2 separate regions of the Capsicum annuum genome follow, and region 1 is linked to region 2. A link is a contact called in public Hi-C data. All regions are on one chromosome and are shown on one strand. The core of a region is the stretch at or near the end of the contact, and the rest is flanking DNA. Distances in the headings are between cores, read along the strand shown.

Evidence for each region. A called contact is a pair of places that touch in the nucleus more often than the background predicts.
Region 1: a Hi-C map of placenta shows a contact between it and region 2, with 2.7 times the contacts expected there. The contact joins two enhancer-like sites. A contact is called at or near these places in 2 of 5 Hi-C or Micro-C datasets (leaf and placenta).

The regions. Positions count from the first base shown.
Region 1 is chr3:62,623,948-62,626,816 of UCD10Xv1.1, reverse strand. No RefSeq gene overlaps it. Among protein-coding and RNA genes, the nearest start is that of LOC107863799, 14 kb to the right of the region's middle. Within about 2 kb of position 1,271, at least 2 of the 5 cell types and tissues checked have an H3K27ac peak or open chromatin away from gene starts, as enhancers often do.
Region 2 is chr3:62,554,554-62,557,357 of UCD10Xv1.1, reverse strand. No RefSeq gene overlaps it. Among protein-coding and RNA genes, the nearest start is that of LOC107863799, 55 kb to the left of the region's middle. Within about 2 kb of position 1,272, at least 1 of the 5 cell types and tissues checked has an H3K27ac peak or open chromatin away from gene starts, as enhancers often do.

The DNA of each region.
Region 1 (2,869 bases), core at 22-2,521, 69 kb before region 2:
TTAAACTGGCAAAAAAATTTGAAAAACAAACCAAAGCCGCATGATACAACGAATAGATAAAGTCAACTTTCATATCTCAAAAACACAACTTTGTATAAAAAAAAGGTGCATAATTAATCAACCCCACCTTCCTGTTACTTGATCAATATATTTACGCACCCCTTTATCATATATTATATTTTAAAGAGATCAAAAAAATAAATAACTTAAAAGTTTATCATTATGCGACTTAAAAAGAACTAAAAGAAAAGAAATGGACTTAAAAGAAGAAAGTACACTCAGCATCTTCTTGAATAGCGGTATCGTCGACACCCACCCACCAATATGTTTGAAAGGTGACTTTATAAATTTTCTTTTACTTTTGATTTGAGTATTTAAGTATTCATCAATGATATATTTTAGTATTAAGTTTAAATTAGAGATTTAATAGAAAAAAATCATTCTACTTTGTAAACTTAATAAGCTTACGCCTAATTTGTGTTTCACGCTCCGGTGAAACGTCCCAATGCTTTGACGAACGCCTCAAATTTTGAGGTGTTTTTCTTTCCGTACTTTTACCTTCCCACAATGTCATTTTGACTATGCCTCACCTCGAGACGCGCCTCAAGACAAGCTTTGTAACTGTCTTTTAAAACACTATTGAGAATTCATGTGATTTAATTCATTCTAATATTTTAGGAATTATTATGTTTTGCAATTATTACCGGAGATATTTATATGAAACGAAAAAGCCGTTTTTTTTTTTCCTTTTCTGTAATTTATTTCAGTTTGTATTAAGGATTAATGGTTATGGATTATGTTTGACAGCAAAATTGTGAATTTCCCTTCTTTCTTAGGCATTGACTGATCAATTCGATAACTTGGGGGTGTGTTTGGTATGGAAGAAATTATTTTTAAAAAAATATTTTTTAATTTTTGGCACTTTTTGTAGGTCCATATTTTGAAGAAGATTTTCTTTCAAAAACAAGTCTATATTTTTATAAGAAAAATAAGTTTCTTAGTGAAAGTAGAAAAAAAGTTTTGAAATACTTTTCTTCTTCCAATACTTCCAAATCCCACCTCCACCCGCCCCTTTCCTTACCCCTATCTTCATGTCTAGATTTTATATTAATGTATTTAATATAATATTTTTAACTTACTAAACACAAAAAAATCAAAAAATTATATTTTAGAAAAACATCATCCATAAAAAAAATATATTCCCAAACACACCCTTGATGAAGACATCCAAATATGAAATTATTATTATTATAACTGTTGTTTTATCACAAAAATATGGAATATCTAGGCTGGGAGCAGTAATTGATATTTGGCCATTTAAGGAATTATCGACCCCACTCAAAGGTTCTCTCAGTAAATCCCATCCCAAAATTTCATTCACTTTAAGAGGAAAAATAGAGAAAAAAAATGACAAATTTAAAATTATAATTAAAATAAATAGTATAACTTTTATAAAATTAAATTTAATAATAAAAATAGCATTATTTTAATGGTTTCATGTCACACATACGTATTTATAGTTATCTATACTATTTTCACTCCATCATTTTATCTCTTTTCTTTTCTATTTTTTTTTTTTTAAATAGCTCCTATTTTTTAGATTTTTCTTTCAAATTCTTACTTCTTTCATATTTTTTTCATCTTCTAGATAAAGATCGTGCTCCACAAAATCAGACAACTCTTAATTTACAATTATTGCATATTATCTCTTTTTCAAATTCTATATATTTTGTATTTTTTTTTTCCACCATTGTTATTGACTTTTTTTTTTTTTGAGTTATTTGGTTGCATAATTATGGAGGTCTGCTCTAATGGCAGAACACACACCATATAGAAGATCAAATAGAAATATACCACCTATCAATTTAGTTTTTTATAATCCCCCATCCTTTAGTATTGGACTATATCAAGATGAAATTGTTAAAGTGAGTTCTACGTCTAAACCGTCGAAGAAATTAATGAGCGTCGAAGAGGTGAGGTCGAAGCATCGCAACGATCCAGAAAAGATGGCTGAAATTATGAAAGAAAAAAATTGGAAAAAGTTTCATCTCCAAAACTCCTAAAAATGAAAAATCTGGAAAAAAAAATAAGAAGCAAAAGAATCGGTGAAACAGGCAGAATTCTAAGTCTTGATATTGAAAATTCATACGAAGATGATTCAGATGAATAGAAAGAAGAAGAGGATAGAAAGAAGAAGAGGTGTTTGTATATGTATTTATCACGAATGTGTATTTTACAGATGCATTTAGCTAATAGGTACTCATTTGTATATATATACAAATCTTGTTGTATATATATACATGTTGGATCATGTACATGTATTTGTATTTTGTTTATATATATATGTAGATTCAGATGTATTTCTTGTACCATGTTCGTTTGTATTTGAACTGTTCTGTGGTCATTATATTGTACCATATTTATTTAGTATATTTTTATAGTGTAAGATATTTATTTTGTATATTTTGAATACTATATATATATATATATATATATATATATATATATAGAGAGAGAGAGAGAGAGAGAGAGAGAAAGTGTATAAAATATATGTATAAAATATTTATTACAATAAGGGACAACTCTCTCTCTCTCTCTATATATATATATATTTGTACAGTGTTGAATGTTTATTTTAGACTGTTGTGATTTTTTAAAGTGTAACATATGTATTTAATGTATTCTTACATTGTAAGATTTTTATTTTGTATATCTTAATATGTATATGTACTAGTCAAGTGTACGTGGTTTGCACGTGTGTCACGTTAATTAATAATAAAGATATGAATATAATTAATAGTGTAAAATTATACTTCATAAACATAATATCAAATTACTTTCATATAAATCAATAGCAAAGTCTTTGACT
Region 2 (2,804 bases), core at 23-2,522:
TTGTAGTACTGATTAAGAGTTTATTTGAATGGACTTATAACTTATAATTTATGTAGATACATGACTTTTTATTCTCTCTGAATTTAATTTATATTTTGATATTAAATATTTATATTTAATCCGATATTATTTTAACTCTTATTTCATTTTTAATAAATTTCTAGTTAAAATAAATAAATAAATTTAATTTTGAAAAAAAAATTATTTTTATTTTTATTTTAAAAAATAATACAAAAATTCAAAAAATCTTTTTTTTTTGTTTTCTAAATTTTAATAAATAAATTAGTAGTTTTAGTACTATTTTATTATATTTATTTTGGCTATTTATAAATTTTTATTATATTTTATTAAATATAAAAACTAATTAGTTATTATTATATTTATTATTATTATTATTATTTTATTTATTTATTTTTATTTATTTATTATTTTAATTTTGTTATTATTATTATCTTCTATAAATATATTATTTTTTTCAAAAAAAAAAAGTTCAAAAATTTGAAATCCTCCCCTTATCTGATAAGTAACCATTCCCCCCAAAGTCCTAGTATTTAAGAAATATTCCCCACCACCCAGAACGTAGGTACTCTGTATTACACATTATCTAAAAAAAGAGAGTGAAAATTCAAAGAGAAGATATCAGTAAAAAAAAAAAGCAACATTTGAGAAGAGCAAACAAATCAGAAAAAACAAAAGATCAAACAAAAGAGAGAAAAAAAGAAAGTTGAAGTTGAAGTTCTGTTGAAGTTTTCGGTGACAACCTCTTGCTTTTGTATTCAATTAAATTGACGTAAAAGTTCTATTTTGATCCCATTTCTTTTAATGTTGTAAATTTCCTGTGAAAAATATGAACAGAATGTTCAAATGATCTCAATCACTGTTTAGTATATATGATTAATTGATTATGTGAATTTTATATTATTATATGTTATATGATCAAGTTACAAAATGTTTAATGTATTTGTATGCAGATGTATTGAATGTTAATATTGTGTGTTAATATTATCAAGTTAAAGAAAAGAAAAAGAAAAAGAAAAGAAAGAGAGAAAAATAAACTCGCTGTACACACACAATGGAGAAGGAAAAAAAATATCGGTGAAGAGAAAAGAAAACTTGGAGAAAACAGAAAGAGAAAAAGGATACATTTTCAAAAAAAAAAAAAAGAGTTTTACAAAAGTATTTTTGAAAGTTGTAATTTGGAGTTCGAGTGTTATAGGTCTTTGACTCAAGTTTTGATGACGACATCTTTATTTTCATACTCAATTTGTTTTGTCACGTAGTGAAAAGCTCCACGGTCAATTTGTAATTTTTAAAATCGAGTAACTGATTATGGGGTTTGTAGACATGTTGAAGGAAAATTGTTTCATTTGAAGTCCAACTCTACTCTTCATTTTTAGTAAGTAGTTTTAATCACATGCTAGTGCTATTTGTGGAATGTTCTCATTATTAAGTTTATTGTATTTGTTTGAATTCATTTCATGGTTATCTGTTGGCATCCAAAAACTTAGCTAATTGAAACATAACTTCAACTACCTCCTCTAAATGTTGTGCCATTTCACTGTGTTTTTCCTAAGTTGATTTTTGTTTGAGTGTTGGTATATTTTTTTGAAGGTTATAGTTCTGTGACATTTTATTTTTTTTGAAGTGAAATTTCTACATTATCCCATGTAACATTGTTCAAATTACATAAACTATTCTTTTATTGTTTGGGAGAAATAACTAACTGATGCATGTAGTTTATAATGCTTTGAGTTTGTATTAATATAAAGAGATTAGATTTGAGGGTCATATTAAAGATTAGTATAATATGGCTAGATTTGTGTATTTTTTTTATTATTCATTGTCATTAATAAATTTTATTAATTTTATTGTTAAATTAATTAATCACCCTAAATGAATTTTGCTCAAATTTATTATTAAAGTTAGATAGTGTTTTTGATAGATCAAATTATTACGATTTTACAAGAAATAAGTTAAGACCTTTAACACTAAATAAATTTTTAAACGTGCTTTTAAATATTCGTCTAAATTAAGAATACGACATACACATCTTTTTGAGACTTTTAAAAATTCAAGGATGCAATAATGCACCTTGACAAATATTTTTCTAAATTAACTTTCACTGATTTATTTAATATAAGATAATAGACAAGTTTTTAGTATAATAAAATGAGCAGTTTTAGGCCTTAATATAATTTATAAAAATAGTTTAAGTCAAGATAAGTCAATAAAAGCGTCTGTGCTAGAACCATGGGACTCGAGGGGTGTCTCACACCTTCTCTTCGGTCAACAAAATTTCTTATCCGATCTTCTGTTTTCGCAGACCAACAAAGAGTCATTTTCTTTTGATTATGGATTCAAAAGGTGACTTGGAACACCAAAACTCAATTGCAAGTGGCGACTCAGTAAATTAAATTAATCCCTATTTAAAACCATCACTTTAATTGAAAAAATCCTTCGACTTCGATCCTCTCGGGCGAAAAAAGGGTGTGACATCTCTGACGACTCTGCTGGGGAAATATACAAATTCGAGCTTTTGATATTGACTTTACTTGCTTTAATTATTTTGATATTATATTTGTTGGTCTTATGTGCTACTTGTCGCTCATTTACTGCTTTGATTTTGTTGAACTGTATTTATAATCTATCTTCTCTTGCGCACCCCCTCTGAATCTCTGAAATAGGATAGAAGGATGCATCGTATGCATCCTACTTTCTTTTTGAAAAAGCCGGAGTATCAAGGCACCTGGTGAAGAATTATAGTCACACATGTTAGGCGGGGTTCGGATCGGCAACGAAGGCGG